Regions from separate parts of the Mus musculus genome. Here region 1 is linked to region 2. The links are chromatin contacts, called in public promoter capture Hi-C maps. All regions are on one chromosome and are shown on one strand. The core of a region is the stretch at or near the end of the contact, and the rest is flanking DNA. Distances in the headings are between cores, read along the strand shown. Region 1 holds the start of Trim29 (tripartite motif-containing 29). Region 2 overlaps Pou2f3 (POU domain, class 2, transcription factor 3).

Region 1 (7,360 bases), core at 2,441-4,940, 160 kb after region 2:
CCCATGACACTTCAAGCTCCTCAATGCAGATCAAGAACTCATTCCAGTCTGTATGATGGGTTCCTGCTCAATGCCAGGCACACAGTAGTACTCAGGAGTAGGTGGGGATGAACTAACACTAACAAACACAGGCAGGTCTGAGCTAGATGTCTCTTGTGGGACCGGTAGGTGCTAGGATGGAAGCAGGAACTGTGAGGTCAAAGGGACAGTGACAGCTCTTTATCCCATGCACATGGGGGCCCTTGAACCTACTTCCCCTCCCCAACTTAGGACAACTGAACATGGCTTACTCCAGGATCTGCAATCTATCCATCTTCCTACAGTCCATCTGTGTACCTCCATCATCCATCCACCAGCCCAAGGCCTGGGATGTGTTGGAGCAGGCCCGTACTGACTCAGGAGAGTACCAGGTACTGTCAGCATCTTGAGGTATTAGGCGCAGATTGACACTTCAAGATGGTGATAGCAGGGTGGGAGGAAGAAGCAAGTTCCACAGGCTAGGGCTTTGTAGGAACAGTCAGATGCCAAGTCTCCTTTAGCAAACCTTTGTAACTCACTCACTCACCTACAAACTGTTTGTATCTCTCCTTCCTCCCTCTAGTCTCTCTCCCTCTCTCCTATCCTCCTTTTGCCTCCTTTTCCAATTACTTTTTATCATTTATTTATGTGTAGAAATCCATCCATCCATGCATCCATCCATTCATGCATCCACCAATCCATCCATCCATCCATCCATCCATCCATCCATCCATCCATCCATCCACCTATTCATCCATCTATTCATCCATCTATTCATCTATCCATCCATCTATCCATCCATCCATCCACTCATCCATTCACCTACCCACTCATCCATCCACCTACTCACCCATCCATCCACCAATCCACTAATCCACCCATTCAGCCCCCCACACCTACCCATCCATCCAACCATCCATCCCACCCATCTCTACTTATATTCATCTTTTGATTTCTTTTTTCCAGCCAACTAGCCACAGATTTTATTTTATTTTATTTTTTGGGTCTGGACATCTGTGTATCTGCTTATTCCTAAGGCTCATAGTACTTCCCCGACCTCTGGAAGCAGGTGTATGAACTCTAAGGATCAGAAGCAGCTGCTGGATGGCAGGGAGCCCAAAGGCTTTCCTCCCATCTTTTCTTGCTCTTCTTCCTCTCTAGTCCTCATCATCTGGTCCCTTAGGATGAGGAGACTTTCAGTGGGTGAGGAGGGGACATGTCTATACCAAAAGACCAGAACAACATCTTCCTTTCCCTCCCTGCTTCTCCCAGGCCTCAGGCAAGAGTGCAGTGTAGTGACATTGACCTGGCCTGGCTTCCCCGCCTTACCTTCTTCTCCATTCCTGTTTCCTCTTTACTTCTCTGCTTTTCCTTTCTCTTTTTCATTTTGTTTTGTTTGGATCTCTCTCTCTCTCTCTCTTTCTCTCATCTATCTATCTATCTATCTATCTATCTATCTATCTATCTATCTATCTATCTATTTTTGGCCTGGAATTTACTATGTAGACCAGGCTGGACTCAAACTTGTGGCAATCTTCCTACTTCTACCCCCCAAGTGGCTAGGATTACAACCCTAAGCCATTACAAACTCTGGCCTGGCTTTTGGAACATAGTTGGGTTTCCCAACCCAGAAAGCCTCATGAGTTCTTCTTAGGTAAGCCTCATGAGTTCAAAGGAAAGGAGTTCCCATGAGGCCCCAGGACAGATACAAGTCAGCAATCCCACTTCCAGTACACATCTCTTCTTACCTCTAACTACTTTGTGTGCCAAGTGTGTCTGCCTTTTCCCCAGGGCTGTGATAACAAAGGCTTAGCTGCCAGCCTTCTGAGTCAAGGGGTGGGGTTCCCAGGATTTAACCTGAATTTGAGTGGAAGGAACGGAGACCCTTCCCCTGCACACACTCCAGAACCTTCTACTCCAGCTACACCCACATTCTACTGTATCCATCCATCCATTCCCAAGGGGGAATGGGGGCAGTTCTGTACTCTGTGGGGGAGCAGTTTCCAGGTTGCCTCTAAGAACAGAACTTCTGGTCCTTGGCTAGGGGGTGGGGGAGGAAGAGAGCTTGGCAGTTCTCATGTCTCTAGAGCTGAGTCCCACACTGTACTGTGTCATTTTGGAGGTTATCCCATAGGGCCCGACCAAGAGAAGATGTGTAGGTTTTTCTGATTCATACCAGAAAACCTGTCGAGAAAGGGAAGTCAAATGTCTGGTCTCCAGGGACCCCCACCCCCACCCCTCACCCCCTCGCTGCCACTGTGTCTCTGCCCCACAGGCCCCAAGCAGGCTCTGGTCTGTTCTAAGGGGATACCCAAGACCTGCATGTGCACCTTCTTAGGGCCATGAGCATAGGAAAACCTCCAGCAGCTATGTTCTAGTGAGATATTTAGGTGGCTCTAAGAACCAGGGATAGAAGAAGGAACTTCACAACCTCAAAAGGCCCAGACTATAATCCCAGGCCTGTAACGGGCTGAAGTCAGTGTCCTCTTAGTGCCTAAGTTTTATCTCTGTCAGAAGGCACAGCTGGGGACTCAGGTGGCAAAGGCAGCCAGGTTGGGGGTGGGGGTGTTCCCCAGAGACCAGACATTGATTCTTTCCTTTCTCTACAGTAGGTTTTTTTTGTATGACTCAGAAAAACCTGCACACCTTCTCTTCTTGGCCGGGCCCTATGGAATGACCTCCAAGATATCACAGTGGGTGAAATGTTCACCGGGCAAGCATGAAGACCTGATTCACTCTCTAGCACCATGTAAACACTAGATGTGGTATCCTGTGTCTGTAGTACCACTGATAGGAAAGAGACAAGCAGATCCAATGGCCAGCTCCAGCTTCAGGAAGATCTTCTGCCTCAAAAAAAGGAATGTGCAATTGAGCAAGATGTTGGACAGACAGACACATACAGAGGCATGAGTACACACACACACACACACACACACACACACACACACACACACACACACACGAGGGGGACAGAGAGAGAAAGAGACAGAGACAGAGAGAGAGAGACAGAGGCAGAGAGAGAGCCAGAGAGTGAGCGAGAGAGAGAGAGAGAGAGAGAGCCAGAGAGAGAGAGAGAGAACCAGAGAGAGAGAGAGAGAACCAGAGAGAGAGAGAGAGAGAGAGAGAGAGAGAGAGAGAGAGAGAGAGCCAGACTGAGGATTGTAGAGAGGCTTAAATAAGCTCAGACACGTAAAATACCCAAGACATCAGTCGCAAATTGGTTAGAATCAGTTGTGCATACAAGACCTGGGCCACAGCTTCCCTCAGAATATGCTGTCCTAGGGTGGAGACTTGCTTTTGATGTCCAACCCGCAAATTACAAGGCGATTTGGCTTGTGTGACCCAATTAAGAAGCCTTCTGTCCCGTGAACCTCTGCGGACACCTCACCTTCTGCCCCCAGGGGCAATGACCTCCTCAAAGCCTGCCCACCTGTGTGGACAGAGGCTCTGCCTTCCTGCCAGAAGTGCATCTGATGAAGCAGCCTAACAGGTTGTCAGTGGTGGGAAGTAATAAAACTGGGACATAAAAAACACTTCTTTAAAATCCCGGGCTGGGGATGGATGTGCAGGCGTGGCCCAGGTAATTAACCACTCTGCCCCGCCTGTCTCTCTCGGCCCGTTTTGTCAGGTTGCTCCTCCTATGGCTCCTCCTCCTGCCCCACCTTCTCCCCACAGGTGTGTCCCTGGGCTCTGGCTGCCAGCCCCACTTCGTGCCCCGAGACATCCGCTGAAGCCACCTGCCACGAGACCCCAACCAGCAGACACAGGCTAGCAAGTGACCTACCATGGAAGGTGCCGATGCCTGCAGGAGCAATGGGGCCAGCCCGGAAGCCAGGGACACCCGCAGCCCACCGGGTCCCAGCGGCAGCCTAGAGAATGGCACTAAAGCAGACAGTAAGGACACCAAGACAACCAACGGGCACAGTGGGGAGGTGACAGAGGGCAAGACCCTGGGCAGTGCCCTGAAGTCAGGGGAGGGGAAGAGTGGCCTATTTTCCAGCAATGAGTGGCGCAGGCCTATCATCCAGTTTGTGGAGTCTGTCGACGACAAAGGCTCCAGTTACTTCAGTATGGACTCTGCGGAAGGCAGGAGGTCCCCTTATGCGGGGCTCCAGTTGGGGGCTTCCAAGAAACCTCCTGTGACCTTTGCTGAGAAGGGGGAGCTGCGAAAGTCCATTTTCTCCGAGCCCCGCAAACCCACGGTGACCATCGTGGAGCCCGGGGAAGTCCGCAGGAATAGCTACCCCAGGGCTGACTCCAGCCTCCTGGCGCGGGCAAAGTCGGGCTCCGAGGAGGTGCTGTGCGACTCCTGCATCGGCAACAAGCAGAAGGCCGTCAAGTCCTGCCTGGTGTGCCAGGCTTCCTTCTGTGAGCTGCATCTGAAGCCCCACCTGGAGGGCGCTGCCTTCCGGGACCACCAGCTGCTCGAGCCCATCCGAGACTTCGAGGCCCGAAAATGTCCCTTGCACGGCAAGACTATGGAGCTCTTCTGTCAGACCGACCAGACCTGCATCTGTTATCTCTGCATGTTCCAGGAGCACAAGAACCACAGCACCGTGACGGTGGAGGAGGCCAAGGCAGAGAAGGAGGTGACTTGCTAGGCCCCTCGCTGCCTTCCCTTAACCCTCCCACTTGGATCCTCACTGGGGACTTATGGCTTCACGGTGCTCTGCTTTTAGGAAACATTTCTTCCTCCTCTTCATCTTCACCCTGGGGGTCAGAGGTCACTCTAACTTCCAACGATCTTAAGAGGGACATCCCGTTCGAGCCAACAGAAGATTAGACGCTAGGCAAAGCACACCAGATGAATCCTAAGTCGGGCTGGAGTGTAGAACGGAAGGATTCAGAACTCTCTGCTTGGCTGATCTGTTGTCTGTCCCTCTGTCTGTCTCTCCCTCTGTCTGTCTGTCTGTCTCTCTCTGTCTCTCCCTCCCTCTCTCCCTCCCCTCCCCCTGTCCTCACAGGTGATACTAAGGCAGGAAGACTCTAAGAGGGGACTTGAGGGCTCCTGAGTACCCTTTTTTTCTGATTCCAGGTTTGCACTTGCAGTCCTGCAGCTGCTGGCTCTGCCCTAATCTGGAAGTCACCCCACCCCACCCCACCCACCCCCATCCCCTCCTCTGCTCTCAGCTGGGCCCTGTGCCCTTTGTTTGTGTGGCTCCAGCAGACAGGTCTGTGCCTGTGGGTGGACAACATTGGATCGAGAGCATGTGTGGGTGGGTGGATGTAAATGTGTGTTTTATACGCACACGGGTGTCTGCGAATGTGGGTGTCTGCCCCTATTTATGTATGGGCTACGTAAGTGTGTTTGTGTGAATTCCCTGTGTGCAATTAGGCGGTACTTCCACGGGGAGGAGCAGAGGCAAGGCAAGTGGAGACTTGTGGGTGTGCTGCACCTGGGGAAGGTATTCTGGGTAAGGCCCAGCTGTGGCCACTGGTCTTGTCCCTTCCTGAGCTCACTCACCCAGTAGCATGTGGCCTTCCCAGGGGCAAACCTTCCTGGTGGCCAGGGCAGGGGCTTTACTTTCTTGTCAGCTTTTGTACCCCAAGGGACTCCTCTTTACCTAGCTCCGTGATCACATGCTTGCCGGTCACTCACTCTGTGCCGCTTGCCACTACCCTCGGGCAGCAGGTTCTGAGTCGCAGGTGGAAACAGACTCAGACATCCTCTCTAGACGCTTCATTTGGCTCCCAAAGGTGTCTTCAGCTTCTCCTGTCCCTGGCTCCAGTGTCCTCTGACACCAGTGTCCTCTGGCTCCATCCTGGCCTTTAGCTTCAGGATGGGAGACAAGAGAGAGGGAGCGTGAAGCCATTCTTAGGGACTGTGCTGGGGAATTCAGGACAGAAGGAAGGCACTGGGAACTAGTCTCAGGCCTGGTGTAAAGATGGTGCCAGTCATGAAATGTAAGACAGTGACTAAGCTCCCTCCATGTGAAACCGAGGCATGGGTTACACCAGCGGTTCTCAACCCGTGGGTCAGATCCCTCTGGTGAGTCTCTATCTTAACAAACAAACAAACAAACACCACTGCTCTAGACTGTGTTCATGTTTCTCTGTCTTCACAAGAGTTTTAGAAGAGTCTCTGAGGACTCTGGGGTGAGAAGGGGGACAAAGCAGATACAGAAAGCAAAGGTTTCAGGTCCCGACTCCCACGAAAGCCTGGTATACCGCTGGCCTCTTTTCTGGGCAAACTTTGGTTCCACTGTGAGCATCTGCAGAAGGGCTGATTCCAGAGGGCAGGAAGGTGTGGGCATTCTAGCCTAGAGACACAAGAGCTTCCGAGTTTGCTATTCTCAGCCAGGGGCTGCTGTAGGGCTCAGAGAGTCCTTGACTCCAAGGGCGTGGTAAAGAAACAGAGTCTCAGACATACAAACAAGATGGGACACCCTCCCAGGTACGCAGAAGCATGAACACGGAATTGCAGAGGGAGAATACCAGGCTTAATGGAGCATTCTCAGTCTCTCGGTCTCCTGTTCACCCCGCAGATGGAGGGAGGGCACACCCAAGGGAAGGATGGAACCTGGCTGGAGAAAGCTGTGCCTTGGACCCACCTTGGGAGGGAATGGGATACTGGAGTGGCTGCTATGGTGGGAACTTGGGGTAACGTGGGGTAACAACTCACCTGTCTGTGCTCTTGCAACACTAGGATAGACAGACAGGAGTGGGATTGAGCATCCAGGAGACAGCACAGAAACAGTGTCTGGGGCTGGCTATTATGGGATGTCTGACTTGGGGGGACTTTGACCCAGAATAGGGGAGGTGGTTTGATGGATTGGGGTGAAGCAGAGTGTCAATTCTGGCATCTTCTGAAGGCCTCCGAACCAAACTCAAACACCAGCTCCTGCATGCCTTTGTGCAAGGGAGCAGGCAGAACCAGCTCTGCAGGCCTGGTGGTGAGGCCAGGTGAGGTCATTAGGCAATGTCTAGGTTAGTTGCACAAAGCTGAAGATGACACCCAGGGCCACGGGCACTCATCTCCGGGGCCTCCAGCCTATGTACAGACTTGGAGTACAGACTGTGCTGGGAAAAGATCATGTGTTGTAACACATGATAGTGGCCCTTTCCTCTAGTGAATCTCAGTGCTTCCCTCTCTACTCTCAATGTCCCAATGTCCCATAGGTGCTCACTGGTCCAGCTTATACCTCTGTGTTCTCTCAGGCTATGATAGGAGATAAGATGAAGAGGGATATCAGCATCCTATTTATCCATCGTCCTCCCTAACCATTCCGAGTCCTTCCAGCTACAGCTGCCTGCTCCAGGTGGCCCTGTCTTAAGGTGCATTTGACCTGGTCTCTGGGTTGACATCGTTGGCATAGGAAGGTATATGCTGCTGACATTCAAA
Region 2 (6,670 bases), core at 1,189-3,688:
GACTGCTATAAGTTCAAGGCCAGCCTGGGATGCATGGTGAGTTTCAGGGCTAGTGAAAATTCTTGCCTTAGGAAGATATCACAAAAGACTGTCCTCTCCTTATAAAGCCACAATGACAAAATCTGAATCCACCAAAGTATGCGCTGGGAAAACAGTGGGTTCAATGACAGGCTTCCTTATGGAGCAGGCACAGGGGCACGGGCACATACAGGAGCATGGGGGACCTCAGAGCAGCCATCCTAGAGAGTCTTCTTCCAGCATCGATGATGGCTTTCCCATGGCTGCAGAGAACACCCACTCCATATCTGTGGTACACACACACACACACACACACACACACACACACACACACACAGATCAGAATTACATATGACTGGCAGGAAGGAACAGAGAGAATGCTATGAACCTCAGATAAGCCTCTAACAGCCCTCCTCATCCTCCCAGGTGGGGATTTCATCAGTCAACAGGCCTGATCTGGAGGCGGCGGGGTGGGGGGTGGGGGGGGGATCTCTTACAAACAGTCTCAGCTGCTCTGATGGCAATAATGGCTGTTGTGATTGAAGGATAGCTCGGAGGATAACATGACCCTGTCACAAACAAACAAAAGCAAAACAAACAAAAACCCAAACCACTGAAAATAGTCTTCAGTGGCTAGTCTGATCAGTGTGACCATGCACTCTGATCACAGTAATTGGGAAGGTGAGGGAGGGGGATCATGTCTGAACTCAGCCTGGGCTGCACACAAAACCAACCAACCAACCAACCAACCAGACGAAAGAACGCTTACTAGGATAAATGTTTGTAGATCCTTTGCTTTTCTACTGCACTGGGCTATCAGAATTTCCTTTCTGAGGTGACTGTGTATCTAAATAGTATCTTTAAAACTCTCTAAATGTATGGATTGCCATCAATGAAGCTTGCAAGCCTGGAAACTGCCTGTCAGGGGACTCTGTCCATTCATCTCTTTTGTCTACCTTCTTAGCGCTAAGCTACATCTGCTGAAGCCCTCTGGGTCAGCATGATTTTGGTGACAGGGTGGCAGTCTCTCTACAAGCAGAGGAATGCCTTCCTTACAAGAGCCTGAGAGACCCTTGGTGGTTTCCAGTTCTTCCATCTCTACCACCCTTCCACGAAGCACACAGGAATCCTTCCTGTTGGGTATTTGCCTGACCCAAGCAAAGAGTTGAGAGTATGAGCTAGACAAGGTGGTGCACGCTACTGCTAGAGGACCAGGCAGGAAGGAAGGTCTCCAGTATAAGGACTGCCTGGGCCACATTGGGGAAACCTACCCCCCAAAAACAAACCACAAAGCTAGATAAACAAACAAACAAACTGAGATTAACATCTGAACCTGTGCTGAGTCCCTGTGGAAAATGAACGTTGATCACCAGGGAAAGGATTCTCATTGACTGACAGGAAGGAGCTAAATAGTGGGAACCTGAAGAACATTAATTGATTAAAAGACAACAATGGGGTTGGAGGGATAAGTCATTGATTAGCAGCATTTGCTGTTATTCCTGATAACCAGGACCCACTTCAGGTGGCTCATAACAGCCTGCAACTCCAGCTACAGGGGACCCAATGCCTTCCTCTGACCTACAAGATCTGATGAGGCAGTAAGGAAAACACAGGACAGTGAGCAAGGCGGACCCTGTTTCTCATCCTAACTCAGTCTCTAACTTTCCATGTGATCTTGATGGATAGGCCACCTGTTAGGTGTTCTTATGTGGTTCTTATCCCTCTGGCAGAAAAAGCCAACTCTAGTCACACGCACAGATGGTAGATGTGGTAGACCAGTGATTACCAAGAGATCCCCCAGAGAAGCCACAGACAGATGGATTGGTAAGAGGCTGGCTTTCCCAGCATACTTTGCAAAGTCACTGCCCACACACAGAGAGATCTTCTAGAAGCTTGAAGCAAAGCGAAGTAAGGAAAAGAAATGATAGTACTAATGGTAACAGAGAGAACTCTAAGAATTCAAAAGACACAGCAGATGGGTTGGTCTCTAGAGTTCCCTCCCTAGGCCTCCTTAGCTCTGCCCATCCGTCTCAGGAGTGCTGATACCCGGCTTCAGTCCACAGTCCTGAGGGTCTAAACAACCTAGATTCCACTGAGACACTTGTTAGCAGGTTTTTTAAAACTAGATAATCAATGGTTTCTTCTTCCAAAACCACCTCCACCAAAACAAATCTGCTCCAAAAGCTATTTTGACCATCTTTCTGCCATACCTCTGGGTTCTTGGCTTTCTGTTCTTTTTCTGCCCTCAGGTATCCCCATCCTAGAGAGGCTCAGGGAGGCAGGAGGGAAGGAGAGGGACAGAGGAGAGCATGCGAACGTGGAGGTGGGAGAGAAATCACACTGGTTAGAGCCATCCCAAGCAGCCTGGCATAGTTCCAGCTCCAAGGCAAGTGTTGGGTTCCTTTCCAGGCTCATTATGCTCCGCGGAGAGAGATAAGGGGGTGTAGCTATGACAGAGCTCGGAAGCATGCGCTCTGCCTCCAACCTGGGTGCTATCTGTTAGGATCGCTGCCAGGTCTTCCTGCTGTGCTGAAGTTCAGAAACCAGTACCACCATAAAAGAAAACGCACCCTTTCATCTGCCTCAAAGATCGATGCCCCGACACTCTTCTGGAGGGGGCCACACCCACCCTCCCAGTTCGGCAAACAGAATGCCTGATGGTAGAGACCTCCTTAAGGTGCAGGCTGGAGCGTCTTGGTAACTTATGTTTCTCTTCGGAGATTAATTTGTCTCGTTTTCCACTCATCAGTCTTTTTAGTCATTCATTTTCTCACAATTCCCTCCCCCCTCCCCCAACCCCTTGGGTAAGAAGTGCTGAGAGTAACCCCCAAAGAAGACAGCCTGAACAAAGAAAACAACGCAGGAGGCCAGGTGATGGTGTGCAAGACTTTAGTCCCAGTAGGGAGGCAGAGACAGTCATATCCCCGTGTTCAATGACGGCCTGGTTTACTGAGTGAGTTCCAGGACAGCCAGGGCTACACAGAGAAACCCTGTCCTGAAAAACAAACAAAGAAACAAACAAAAACACAGGAACACTTCTTCCAGAGCCTCAGCTTGTGGGCTAAGATGTCCCTTGGTTTAAAAAAACAAAAACAAGCATTGCAGGGCACAGGGAGAAGGTGCACTCCAATGTACTGCCTCCAGCATGGTTTTTGGGACACTCTCAGGTGCTGAGAAAGCTATGAAATTAAGAAATAAAGCCCTCACTAATCCAAAAAAAAAAAAAATCCCTTTTCACAGCTGTCGAGTGGAAAAGGCTGGAACCTTTCCAAGCAACTGGGTGTTGGCTGTGGGTCTGCGAGATGAGATAGAGAAACCTGTACCGGGTCCCGTTGACTTCTAAGATGAGAACCGCAGGCAAATTGGACGAAAACCCAGTTTCCCCCTCATACTTGTGGAAACGTAACTGAACCCACAGCCTGCTTAGCACCGTGAAGATGGTCTCCAGGGCCTTGTTGACAGTTCCTGTCACCTGAGTGGAAAGGCCTCTCTGCGCTCAAGCTGGGATGGCTAATCGCCGGGGACAGGGGCCATAGTACGCACTTGCCCTGGTGCAGGCACAGAACATCCCATCTACCTAGCAGATGGTTTGATGGTGTAGAATCTCCTCCACCCACGGCTCTGTGCAAAGGTATTGTAATGAGTCTTGGGCAGTGACCAGAGAGGTAAAGAGCTATCGTGAGTGATTATCTTTTCTAAGCCAAGTGAACTCCCTGACTTTACTATTTTAGAAAGCAGGAGTCTTCTTCCAGAAGGCGCCCTCCTAAGGAGGTAGAAGCCCCTTCCTGCCCTCATTGGTGTCTTCTCGGCCTGGAGAACGTGGAGACTTTTCACTCACAGAAGCCCGGAGAGCTTCAGATGTGGATATAAAGATACGTAGCCAGACACCCCCAAATCTCAAGGCCATGTTCGCTTGACCCTGCTCATCACCCCTTCTATCAGAAAACATAAGAAACAGAAACATCCCAGAAGTAGATCAGGAGAGATGGGCAAAGCGGTGCTATTGACTTGTGCCTCCTCAGATGGACAGGTGCATGGTGGGGCTGGGGGTCCTTCTCTTTAGCTCCTCGACACAGGACACAGTCACATGACCCTCTCTGGAGGGGAAAACAGTCCAGCACTAATGACTCCATCACTGGCGAGGAGAAGGATCAAAGCTGTTGTTCTGGTTGCATAACTCGTTTGTGGAAAGTGTTTCATAAAACATTTCACAAGAAGGCGCGTTTCAAAGCAGAACAACTCCCAACCTGCCTTCAATTACAGGCAAGGTGGTGCTTCTCTCTCTCTGTCTCTCTCTCTCTCTCTCTCTGTCTCTCTCTGTCTCTGTCTCTCTCTCTGTCTCTGTCTCTCTGTCTCTCTCTTTCCCTCCTCCTTCTATGTTTCTCCTGAGCAGTGAGGCAGAGTTCTGTAGCTTATCTATTAAGAGCTGGCAAAGGTGCATCTCAAGAAAACATTCTAAAAATATATTCCAAGTAAAGGCATGGGGCAGGCAGGTAACACATCTCCAGTGAATACGGTTTAAAGCACCCCATTCAGGTGGGTTGAGGTTGAGTTTTAGTAACCCCTCTATTTTTTTTTTTAATGTTACTGGGACTGAGCCACAAACACTCCATGAAAGTGTTCTAGCGTGAACCATACCCTCGACACGGCTGATTCTACTGGGAAGACCTTTCCTCTCCAGGGTTCCTGGCTTCTCCCTCAGAATCCAAATCTCCGGTCCACTTAGACACCTCCAGGAAGTACATGCAGAAACAGCCTTATCCAGTCCTTGGTCTCACCTACAACGGACTGGCTTGATCGTGCTGCTTCATCTCTTGTGCAAATGGGGGTCAACTCCCTGAGGAAAATCAAGCTTCTACCCAACAAAGCAATGGACAAGTGTGGTCAATGATTCTTCATTTCTGTTTTTCGATTGCTGTTTGAAGTCAGTGTCTCACATATCCCAGGATGACCTCAAACTAGATAGGTAATGGAGGATGGCTTTGAATTTCTGATTTTCCTACTTGTGCCTCCTAAGTGCTAGAGTTGCAAGTGTGGACCACCTTGTCAAATGTATGTGGTGTTCCGGATGGCACTCAGGGATTCCTGACTGCTAAGCAAACACTCTACCAACCAAGTGAGAGCCTTATCCTCTGCCCTAGATCCTCTGATGAACAGATGTGGCATTCCATGTTCTACCCCCATCTAATCTCCCATCCTCCATCACCATCATCACCATCATTGTCATCATCACCACCACCACCAAGTAGCTTTCTGATAGGAGAGTCTGGTGTTTTCTGCTTGTTCTGCCTGCATCTCCTCAAGAAAGGCAAGAGACTTTTCTTTCATGTTCCTGAATCTTCGGCAGCAGGACACAGGACCCTGCAGTACTGGTGCTAAACGGAATGGGGGCTCTGCCCTCAGAGAAGCCCTGTTCTAGCTGGTGTTTCCTGTGGTCCAGGACATGGACAATTGTGAGCAGAGCGCTGCTATATAGCCACCTGGGACACCACTGTCTGAAACTATATACATGGATGCTTGCCCTGGTTCTCTGATCCCCTTTTCGCTAGCGTCTCCTGGTTCTCTTGGTGGCCACCCTGATAGACCAGAGGGCAGTGGTTGCTTCACATCTTTAGTCAAGGAGAGGTACCACAGGGGGCTTTTGGATGTCTCTGGAGTCTAGAGGGCTGTTTGCCCCTAGATGAGGCAAGAGGTGAGCTGGCGGGAAAAGATGAACACAATCCTATGAGAACTATTTCTTAGCTCCGTGGGTTTTCCTGGGGGAGTCAGTGTAGAGAGTGCAGCATGTCGTCACGGTGCCCGGGCTGCTTATCATGGAAGGAATTCGCTGTTCCAATCAGAACTGGGAAGATGGGAAACAAGTGCAGTGACCACTCCGGGCTGGGCTTCCAGCATCTAACTACTACTTCCTCTCAGTCTTCCTTCTCCCTTTTAAGACAAGATCTCTTTATGTAGATCAGGCTAGCCTGGAATTTGAAGCAATTGTCCTGCTGCGGCCTTTCAGGTGCATAAGCAACCACAAGCAGCTTTTTGCTTTCATTTTTCTTCTCTTCTTCTCTCCTTTGCTCCCTTCCTTCCTCTTGATACAGGGTCTCATTATGTAGCTCAGGCTACCTCTAACTCAGTCCTGCTGCCTCAGTCTCTGCAGTGCTAGGATTACAGGTGTAAACCACCTCCAGCCTCAATGTTTATTCAGACCAAGATTATTCCTCCATAAAAGAAGGGAAAGATGCTGGATGTAAACTACTTAAGAAGTTTATCACATGTAAAAGAGAGCAGGAGTAGGCTTGCAAGAGTGTTTTCATTATTACTGGACCCATTTAACAAATGAAAAGACTGAGGCTTGGTGCTCTTAAGAAACTTGTTTAAAGTCACATCGCAGGCAGATAATGGCGTTGCAACTTCAGCCCAAGCCTGTCTGACTCCGAAGCCCTTCTCCATAATCCTGACTCACTGTGTGTGATGGAGTCACTGGGTTACAGACTCTTTAAGACATGTGGGGGGGGGGGTACAGTGTACCAGGTACATGGAGGGTATTTGGGAAGTATGGCTTCTCTTCCTTCTTCATCAGAGCTAGAAGGACATGCTGGAAGGGTTTACTTTACAGATAGAACTCCAGACAGTGGAAGTGACCTGCTATGAGAAGTGCTCT

What was found. Promoter capture Hi-C pulls out the DNA fragments that hold promoters and counts their contacts.
Region 1: a promoter capture Hi-C map of hippocampal neurons shows a contact between it and region 2, with 2.4 times the contacts expected there. The contact joins the promoter of Trim29 here to the enhancer-like site in region 2. A contact is called at or near these places in 12 of 39 promoter capture datasets (the 3T3-L1 cell line, 3T3-L1-derived adipocytes, cranial neural crest and 7 more), 1 of 15 datasets of contacts at CTCF or cohesin (the NIH/3T3 cell line), 9 of 484 Hi-C or Micro-C datasets (the G1E-ER4 cell line, Th2 cells, embryonic cerebral cortex and 6 more), 1 of 115 datasets of contacts at active chromatin or transcription factors (embryonic stem cells) and 3 of 9 other capture datasets (adipose tissue, liver and macrophages).

The regions. Positions count from the first base shown.
Region 1 is chr9:43,307,073-43,314,432 of GRCm38.p6, forward strand. It overlaps Trim29 (tripartite motif-containing 29), which reads left to right and starts at 3,691. Exons shown (of 9, transcript NM_023655.2): 1 at 3,691-4,607. The coding sequence starts at 3,804.
Region 2 is chr9:43,147,838-43,154,507 of GRCm38.p6, forward strand. All of the region lies in intron 3 of Pou2f3 (POU domain, class 2, transcription factor 3), which reads right to left. Among named protein-coding and RNA genes, the nearest start is that of Tlcd5, 35 kb to the left of the region's middle. Within about 2 kb of position 2,439, at least 32 of the 459 cell types and tissues checked have an H3K27ac peak or open chromatin away from gene starts, as enhancers often do. A contact at or near this core is called in hippocampal neurons, where this site is marked.